Linked DNA regions of Mus musculus: region 2 is linked to region 1. The links are chromatin contacts, called in public Hi-C maps. All regions are on one chromosome and are shown on one strand. Each heading gives the region's core, a stretch centred on a gene start, on an enhancer-like site or on the middle of the called end of the contact. The rest is flanking DNA. Distances are from core to core; before and after follow the strand shown. Region 1 overlaps Jmjd1c (jumonji domain containing 1C). Region 2 overlaps Jmjd1c (jumonji domain containing 1C).

Region 1 (4,964 bases), core at 1,313-3,812:
ACAGTATTATTCTTGTGGTTTGTCCTTCATAGTGACAACATAGCTTGTTTAAAAAAAGGACAGAAGCTTCATATTGTATTATTTTGTTGCTAGTTAAGGAGTACTTTATTGGCTACCCTACCTCATCTCCTGATTTACATCATGTTATCTTCTCTATCTTCCAAGATACTGGGAAACGTGGGTATCAGGCACTTTCTGCTACTTACAGAAACTGTTGGTATGAAAAGCAGGAATAGATGGGTATAGGATTGACAACTTGGAGTTCACACCCTGGAGCCCACCCTGCTTGTGGATATTTCTCATACCCTTGTTGGACGCATGTTTTCCATATCTGTAACTCTTCTGAAACCAAAAGCTAGATATGCTGTGTTTTCAATTAAATCCCCAGGTTCAGTTACCTGCATCAGTCTTGCAGCTCACAACTGTCTGTAACTTCATGACCAAGTGGTCTTAACTTCTGAGCCACTCTCCAGCCCAAGCTTTTACCTTTGCATTTTCTTGTCTATTTATTCTTTTTTGTTGTTGTTGTTGTTGCAAACAGTCACTTGTTAATTTAAATGGCTTACTAACTGTCCTAGAGTTCTTTGTCATAGGGCCATCATTCCGTTTTAATGATAAAAATATTGAAGGCTGGGGAGATGGCTCAGATGGTTAGGTAAAAGTCTGAGGACCTGAGTTTGATCCCTGTAACCATAATAAAGGTGGAAGGAAAGAACAATTTCAGAGATTTGTCCTCCTTCCTCTACACTTGCTCTGGCATGCACTCAGCACCCCCAATCCCCGTAAGTCTAGAGATACGCACACACACAGTCACGCACACACATGCATACACATCAAAAATTTTAAAATTGGTATTGGATTAAATTTAGTACCTCATACATTTTAAGTATGTGTTTAAGCAATGACCTTTATCTTCCTGGTCCCCTGTAAAAGTGGTTCATTAGGGTTTTTAAATGTTCACTTTTAATTTGTATTCTTATATAAAAGACATTTTAAATCTTCATAATTTATTCTCATAATATGTTTATCAAATTTGACAGCAGCATATTTAGCTAATATATAGGGAATAATTTGAAAAGTATGTGACCTTTAAATTTTGGCTTTAATGTAACATCTTTTCCAGAAGAGCTGTAAGCCAGGCATGGTAGAGTACACCTTTCTTTAATTCCCGCATTCAGGAGGCAGTCAGGTGGATCTTTGTGTTCCAGGTCAGCCTGGTCTATGTAGAGGGTTCCAGGATAGCTAGAGGTCCACAATAGAGACCTGCCCCCAAACAAAACACCCAGGAAAAGAGCCTGGCAAAGTGATACTTGCCTTCAAATCTCAGCAAGCACTAAGTTAGAGGAAGGTGGTTCTTTGAGACTTGGAGGCCAAACTGGTCTACCATTGTGCTTCAGGCCAGTCAAGATTACATAGTGAAACCCTGTCTTTAAAAAACAAAAACAAAAACAAAATAACCAAAAACAAAACCCCAAAACAAGTGGATGCTTATAATTCTAGTACTCAGGCACAGAGGCAGGAAAATGAGGAGTTCACCGTCAGCCCACTGTGGCCATCTAGTAACACCATGTCTTAAAGCATACAACCCCCCCCCCCAACCACTTACACATACTTGCAATAATTTTTTTTAAAGATTTATTTATTATTATATCTAAGTACACTGTAGCTATCTTCAGACTCACCAGAAGAGGGCATCAGATCTCATTATGGGTGGTTGTGAGCCACCATGTGGATGCTGGGATTTGAACTCAGGACCTTTGGAAGAGCAGTCAGTGCTCTTACCTGCTGAGCCATCTCGCCAGCCCGCAATAATTTTTTAATACTTTAGTAACTTGTGTTTAAATATTGTTTAAGTAACTAGTCAGATTGCCCGAGCAGTCACATTAAGATTATTAGTGTTCATGTGCTTGTAAGCTTATTTGTACCATGTACTTCCAAGAGTGATTATAGCTCAGAAAAGGGTGCCAGCTCCCCTGAAACCCGAGGTACAGGGGGCTGTAAGCCACCTGGTGTGAAGAGCACTTGAGGGAGCTCCCTCGTCAGCATTGCTGTCAGTCTCTATCATCACAGAAACATCCCATAACAAGTGTACTTTTACCAGTAAGTCCTGCTTTCTAGAAATGTAACGGCTGTGAATGAGCTGTGTGCACTGAATTAAGCAACCTGTGAACTAACATGTTTTCAGATTCCTAAAAGTGACTGTTTGTTGTTAAAATTGTCTTAACTTTTTATTAGGATTAAGTTTTTATTATACTTTCTCTAATATAAAAGAAAAAAAACAATTTTTTTCAACCTTTGGAAAGGTAGAGTTTTATAAATATATGTTGTAAACATAGTAAACATAAGTTTAAATACAAATAGAAATTCAGAAGTGTTATTTAAATGTGTGATTTCTCAGATAAGAAAGCTGTAGACTTTGCTGTAATTTATTACAAAGCTAAGTTATGTTCTGTTACTTATGTAAAATAGTGGTCTTTGTTTAGCTTCTTAAAGTGCTAGGAGAATTGTGTAGTTCCATTGATTGCTTCCATGCAGTGGAAATCTGACCTTTAGCAGATGTTTGAGATGTTGCCAGCACAGCATGGTCAACCAGCTAGACAGTTTCCCCTTGTTTTTTGACAGGCCTTTAATAGTTTAGTAACATGCCAAATTCTTTTCATTATATCTGAAACTTTGTAACTTATTAACAACATACTATAAGATATTGATTAAATAGCCTTCCTGTCATAGATTACAGCCACTAACTTAAGAAGAAACCATTTTTAAAAATCTTAAAAATATTGTTGAGTGAATAATATTTTGAGTTGTCAGTTTGGACTGAAATTGTTAAGGTTACATGCATATGTCGCATTTATCTTGCCAGAAGTAGAAATTATTTCAGGGATGTCATGTTTTAGTGGTAGTTTTAGGCACTTTCATTAGTTGACACTTTTAAAAATAGTGACTTTTTAATAAGGATTGTTTGTTTGTTTGTTTGTTTGTTTCCACAGAGCAGATATTCTGTCTAGAACTTGAATCCACATTAAAACTTGTTCCCTGAAAGAAAGCCGGTTTTTTTTTTTAGGCCAAGTAATAGGTTCAGCTGTGTAGTTGTGTAGTTCAGCTAGAACACTGTAAGCTCTGTTTTCTTAACTCCATCCACTGAGTGCACAGGAAGGGAGAGGAGGAGAGCCTTAATGTTTGAGAACTAAGTCATGAATGGACAGGCCCAGCACTTGCCAGACTGCATCTTTTCCTGCAGGTGTTGGTTTTCCATAGGACGTTTCAGTTGCTTTTCATTGTGTTAGAAATGGTACAAAAGATTTTATTTAAGCAACATTTGAGGAATAGTCTTGTATGTTTTGCAGTATGGATTTGTAGCCATTTTTGTGTTCAGGCTTATATACTGTAGGGAATTAATATTAGCAGTGTTGGTATACCTGTGCATATACCACCTTTCAACAGTAAAAACTTAAAGGCCTAATCAATACCAGGAATTATAAGAGTATGCTAACTAAAATAGAAAAGATGAAATACATATAATACAGTTTCACTAAATACCATGGACCAAAATACTGATTACATATTACTTACAAGGGAATGTGAGTTCTCTGAGTTGTTTTAAAATAAGTGTGGTAATAATTATCCCATTCTTTCATACTAGTGTTTATGAGCATTACCTATAATATTTTAGTAAGTGAGGGCTATGCGATTTAGGAAATGAATAGGTTTAATCCCTAATACAACAGCACAAACAAAAAGTAGATAATGATACCAAAATTTATAAGTCAAGTAGTTGCTTTTCAATAGAATTTAGCAGAGAGGCTAGTGTGTTGTTTTTTTTTTTTTTTTTTTTTTTTTTTTTTTTTTTTTTTTTTTTTTTTTTTTGAGATAGGGTTTCCCTGTGTAGTCTTGGATTTCCTGGAAACTTGCTCTGTAGACCAGGCTGGCCTCAAACTCAGAGATTCTCCTGACTCTGCCTCCTGAGTGCTGGGATGAAAGGAGTTTGCCACCAGGGCCCAGCCTAGTTTTCTCAAGGTTTTCATTATCTACCAGAGGCTATTATTTTTGTGTGTGTGTTTTCACCCCCCACCCCCAGTTTTGTTGATATGAAGTTATTCCTTAAGAAAATTTATTTTGAAATAGGTGGTATTTCTAGTTGTTTGCTTAACTGTCTGACCATCTGATTGCAAGTATTCCTGATGTTGCGGTCATTCTTTTTGTTCTACTTGGGGTTGCTTACATTTTTACTGATTTTGTTGTTGTTTGTTTTTTTTTTCATTGTAATTTAAAACAGCCATAATAGTAAAATATGTACATAGGAAATTTTGTAGATTCAATTTAATGATATATACCTGATGGATAATACCTGTACCAATAAACTCATTTTGGAAAACATACAGGTTCTGAAATGGGTCTATTTCTTACTTTAATTTGCTGTGATCTGCCCGTGGTAGGAGGACACTACAGCACGAGTGAGGCTGGCAGCCTGGGGTGGCAAAGCATGTGGATAACATTTTACCACACACAGGAAACAGCAGGCCAGCTTGTTGGAAAGTCTCCGAAGTCTACCTTTTGAGTAGTGCTGTGGCTGTCCCAGCAAGGTCCAGTTCCTAAAGGTTCTGTCTCCATCGCAAACAGCAGCACTCCTAGGCACCCAGGACTCAAGCCTGTGAACCTGTAGGGAACTTTTTATATTCAAAGCACACATGGAGTTTTCTGAGTACTCAGTTTTATATATAATTACACTGCTATACTGTCATCTATATTTGTGTTTAGAATCTGGGATTTTAGAGGCCAGAATTCCCAAATCTGGCAGGAAATTATATGCTTCCTGAAGGCTATAGTGGAGAATCTTTTCTGGCTTTTATGAATATATGACCCAGTCTATTATTCTGTTATATTTGTTTTATAATAAGCTAGCTAGTGTTACATCTATGGTAGTGGCATTAAAAGGTAGGGCACTACTGAGAAACGTGAACTAA
Region 2 (4,964 bases), core at 758-3,257, 83 kb after region 1:
TCACTTGCATAGGCATTTTGTGGGTCCAAGGCCACCCCAGGAGACTGGAGAGAGACTGAACAAATACAAGGAGGAACATCGTCGGATTCTTCAGGAGAGTATTGATGTGGCTCCATTTACAACCAAAATCAAGGGTCATGAGGTTGAAAGAGAGAATTACTCCAGAGTAGTACCATCATCTTCTAGTCCTAAAAGCCATGCTATCAAACAAGATAAAGACGTAGACCGCTCCGTGTCAGAGATTTATAAGATGAAGCACTCAGTGCCTCAGAGTTTGCCCCAGAGTAACTACTTCACTACTTTATCTAATAGTGTGGTCAATGAGCCACCAAGATCCTACCCATCCAAAGAAGTTTCCAACATTTACACTGAGAAACAAAATAATAACCTTTCTGCAACAGCCAATCCTCAAACTCATTCTTTTATATCATCTCTTTCGAAGCCTCCACCTTTGATTAAACACCAACCAGAAAGTGAAAGTTTAGTGGGCAAGATACCAGACCATCTTCCCCATCAGAGTGCATCTCACTCAGTAACAACGTTCAGAAGTGATTGTCGGAGCCCTACCCATCTGACTGTTTCTTCTACTAATGCACTCCGCAGCATGCCTGCTCTGCACAGGGCACCAGTATTCCATCCACCAATCCACCACAGTTTGGAAAGAAAGGAAAGCAGCTACAGTAGCCTTTCCCCTCCAACACTGACACCGGTGATGCCAGTAAATGCTGGTGGCAAAGTTCAAGAATCTCAGAAGCCTCCAACTCTAATTCCTGAGCCAAAAGACTCTCAGTCAAATTTTAAGAATTCTTCTGATCAGAGTCTAACGGAAATGTGGAGATCTAATAACAACCTCAACAGAGAGAAAGCTGAGTGGCCCGTGGAAAAGAGTAGTGGAAAGTCCCAGGCTGCTGTGGCATCTGTCATTGTTCGTCCACCTTCTAGTACAAAAGTTGATAGTGTGCCATCTGTACCATTAGCTTCCAAAGATCGAGTTTGTGAAAGATCTTCATCTGGGGCAAATAAAACAGATTACCTCAAACCAGAAGCCGGAGAGACTGGAAGAATTATTCTACCAAATGTGAATTTAGAAAGTGCTCATGTGAAATCTGAAAAAAACTTTGAAGCTGTCTCCCAGGGCAACGTTCCTGTTTCAGTCATGTCTGCTGTAAATGTAGTCTCTACTACCAAAGCAGATGTGTTCACATCTGCTGCCACTACCACCAGTGTCTCCAGCTTGAGTAGTGCAGAAACAAGTTATTCTTTATCAAATACCATTTCGGCCTCTACACCCTTCGAATGTACTTCTTCAAAAAGTGTTGTTAGTCAGGCAGTGGCGCAAGCAAAGGACTGCACAGTCAGCACCGCGGTTCCAGGCACTCTGGCCTGTAGTAAGACAGGAAGTGCTGTTCAGCCCGGCTCTGGCTTCTCAGGCACAACTGATTTTATTCATTTAAAAAAGCACAAGGCAGCGTTGGCTGCAGCTCAGTTTAAAAATAGTAGTGTCAGTGAGGCTGAACTTAATACTGTGAGAAATCAGACAGTGGCAGCCTCTCTTCCCCTGGATAGCACCATGACCTGCACTGCAAGTAACAAAGCAATCTCTGTAGGAAATGGGCCAGCAGCCCAGTCCAGTCAGCCCAACTACCACACTAAACTGAAGAAGGCCTGGCTCACCAGACATTCAGAAGAAGATAAAAATACTAATAAAATGGAAAATTCAGGGAATTCTGTATCCGAAATTATTAAGCCATGTTCTGTCAACTTAATAGCCTCTACATCTAATGATATAGAAAATCGTGCAGATGGCAGAGTCGCTGTAGATAAATATGGAAGAGATGAGAAAGTCAGCAGGAGAAAAGCCAAAAGAACTTACGAATCTGGCTCTGAAAGTGGAGACTCAGATGAGAGCGAAAGCAAGTCGGAGCAGAGGACTAAACGGCAGCCGAAGCCAACTTATAAAAAGAAGCAGAACGACCTGCAGAAGAGGAAAGGCGAGGTCGAAGAGGACTCGAAGCCTAATGGAGTTCTCAGCAGGAGCGCCAAGGACAAAAGTAAACTGAAGTTGCAGAACAGTAATAGCGGTGAGTAAATACATTGATTTATCGCAAATAAAATGGGCCACGGGTCCTCGCAGTAAGGATGTGGCTCCATGGGATGTAGTTGTGAATTTCCTTTCTGCCTTTCCTGTCTCCCCACAAGAGGAAAAGATTAGATCCCCGATCTTGAGAGATGTTTTCACCTGACATTTGTTGTAGGAAAGACAGTACAGTGTGAAGTTTAGAAATTGATCTTTTCCTAGAAATGTCAAAATACAGCTTTGATTATTACACCAGAAAAGAACTGTACTTCTGATACTAAAGTATTTAGCTGAGACCTGATCTCATTCGAGAAGTAGTTCCTGTTTAGCTGTAAGCACAGTACTGAGGAGCAGTGTGATGTGGTCCGTCTCACCCTAACCATGTAACAAAGCTGGGAGTTTAGGGAGATTTCCTAAATCATTTTTGCTTAAATTTACTTTATGAGCTGAAATTGTGACCGAATTTTAGAATGTTTACAATATACTTGTTGATGTATACACTAGTGAGTCCCCTACACTCTATAATTAATTTCTGTATCCCAAAGTGCATTTATGGTGTTGACATTGAGAAATCAAGGGTTCGCATGTATTTATGTGACTTTAATGTCTTGCTCCCGAGTTCTCTTCACTAGGGCAGCTGTTTTTGAATTTGTTAACCAAGATCTAGGTCTTCAAGGCTCTCACTGTATAAAAGGAGCGGTGTTAGGTAATGTATGTTAGTAGGGTTTTATTCACAGACCTATACATTTTAGATACATTGCCAATAAATTAGACAGTTTGAATTAAAGGATGATGCCTTATTTAAAGCAGATAGTATTATTAAATTACTAGAAGAAATTTACTAATATCAAGTATGGCCTAGTATAGAAGAATTAATAGTATCAAAAGCCCTTCAATAAGTTACCTTTGTAATTCATTCACTTCTTTAAAAAAAAAAAAAAAACCCTTCAGAAGTGCCTATTTTGTTATCACATAATTAAGAATTGGTTTCACGTATATCATTTTGAAAAATTCATAGTACTTTTTAAGTTATTACAATCCGTGTTATGAAGTTTCACATTCTAAACTGCTCCCATCATATAGAATTAAAAGTATATTGGTCAAAGTTAATTCCCAGTTTAAAAGAAATAGAAACAGGATTGCATTTAGTTTTCTCTAGTGTAATCAATTTAGAAGTAAATGATTGAAGAAAGTGTGCGAAATAATGTCTCATCAGTGGTGTGATATGTGTTGTTCATTCTAACACCCTTTAATAAAGTCCAGAGGAAAGATCTCTTGTATGCATTGGAAAAGAAGCGCCTTTTCATTAGTTTATGTGCATGGGTGTTTTCCTGCTTGAATTAAGTGTGCATTATGTGTATGTCTGGTGCCGTGGAGGCCAGAAAATAGCATTAGATCTCCAGGGGCTGGAATTGAAGTTATAGGCATTGGGGATTGAACCTTGGTCTTCTGGAAGAGCAGCCAGTGGTATTGACTAGAAAGCCATCTCTGCAACCCTAGAAACATCTTTATACCAGTCGTTATGCCATAACTGGCATGTGCTGTGTGCCTGAGCATATGTGATTACTGGGTGGTCTCTAGCCCATGATAAAGACTAAAAAGGAGGGAACAATTGTAAAGAATAAAGAAGCAGGCAGCAATCCTAAATATATTTTAGTCTATAATATATTTTATATTTTAATCTAGCCCTAAACAATACTACCTATTGGAGAGTGGTGTGTGTGCACGTCTGTGTGTGTATGTGTGATTATACTACTCACACTATCAATAACTAGGTATTAGTGGGAAATCTGGATAGGAATTCTGTTCTCAGCTTTGGTAAGATATATTTGGTTTCAGAACCTGTGTGTCTTTGATACAATTGGAAAGGATTTGAAAGGAAGGACAGCAAATATTTATTCTTGAGTTACAAATAGTGGGCTGTACATCAAATCTCTGTGATTGAGAGGATGGTAAAAGACACAGGGTAAGGAAGTACATCTGCTGGCTGCGGAGCTCGTTCTTAAACGAATACCTTTTAGGTATTTAGGTGGAAGTGCAGTTATCTGTATGCTTTGTTGACTCTCCTGGCCTACAGGTTGCTCCTGGTACACAGATGACTTTACTAATGTTGTTTCCCTTGTTGGTTCATGCTAAGGACCAGTTATGAAACAGTGGGACTGAATATGGAGAATGAATTTATCTTTTTGCCTACAAATCTTAGAGCATAGTCCATTTGAGAGATTGTATTTCCTTACACACTGGACAAAGTATCTCTTGTGTGTTTGCAAAGATTAAAGATCGCCCTCAGAACACTTGGGCTTTCCGGACATTTATAATGAGGAGCAGTTGATTGCTTTGAGTTTGCTTTTCTATCACTTCCTTCAACAAAATGCCCCAATTAATATTGTAGACCCTCCCTCCCTCCCTTTCTTCACAACCCTTTTAATTTTGTAAAAGATACAGTTCCCATCAATATATCGATGTTGTCTACTAGGTTCTTGTCATAAGAGGAAGATGATGATTGTTTTTGGTGGTGGTAGTGGGTTTTGAGACGTTTTCACTAGATATCCCAGGCTGGCCTTAAACATGTGCTCATTCTTCTACTTCAGTTGCCCAAGAGCTACCGAGAGCTGGAATTAAAGGCACACGCCTCCATACCTAGCAACAGGCTTATTTTCGGCTAAATGTGTACATAATGTGAATGATTCTTATGTTTGGTATTACACTCTTATAAAGATGCAGTGTAAACATTTCATTTCACTGAAGGATTACTGCTCTCCTTTCCTGTCTGATTAGAGTGGATGGGCAGGTAAACAGAGGATGTTAGAGAGACTTAGCAGTTGTCCATCATTTATTTGGAGTTTGGTCTTATCAGCAAGCATTTCAGTCCCAAAGACTAACCCTT

What was found. Hi-C and Micro-C count contacts between places; a contact is called where the count stands out from the background.
Region 2: a Hi-C map of neural progenitor cells shows a contact between it and region 1, with 3 times the contacts expected there. The contact joins two enhancer-like sites. A contact is called at or near these places in 7 of 39 promoter capture datasets (cranial neural crest, embryonic stem cells, hematopoietic stem and progenitor cells and 4 more), 9 of 484 Hi-C or Micro-C datasets (B cells, the C10 cell line, CD4 T cells and 5 more), 3 of 115 datasets of contacts at active chromatin or transcription factors (bone marrow-derived dendritic cells, cardiomyocytes and embryonic stem cells) and 4 of 9 other capture datasets (adipose tissue, embryonic stem cells, liver and 1 more).

The regions. Positions count from the first base shown.
Region 1 is chr10:67,141,304-67,146,267 of GRCm38.p6, forward strand. All of the region lies in intron 1 of Jmjd1c (jumonji domain containing 1C), which reads left to right. Among named protein-coding and RNA genes, the nearest start is that of Jmjd1c, 17 kb to the left of the region's middle. Within about 2 kb of position 2,563, at least 19 of the 459 cell types and tissues checked have an H3K27ac peak or open chromatin away from gene starts, as enhancers often do. A contact at or near this core is called in neural progenitor cells, where this site is marked.
Region 2 is chr10:67,224,839-67,229,802 of GRCm38.p6, forward strand. Jmjd1c (jumonji domain containing 1C) reads left to right here. Exons shown (of 26, transcript NM_207221.3): 10 at 1-2,078. Among named protein-coding and RNA genes, the nearest start is that of Nrbf2, 58 kb to the right of the region's middle. Within about 2 kb of position 2,008, at least 105 of the 459 cell types and tissues checked have an H3K27ac peak or open chromatin away from gene starts, as enhancers often do. A contact at or near this core is called in neural progenitor cells, where this site is marked.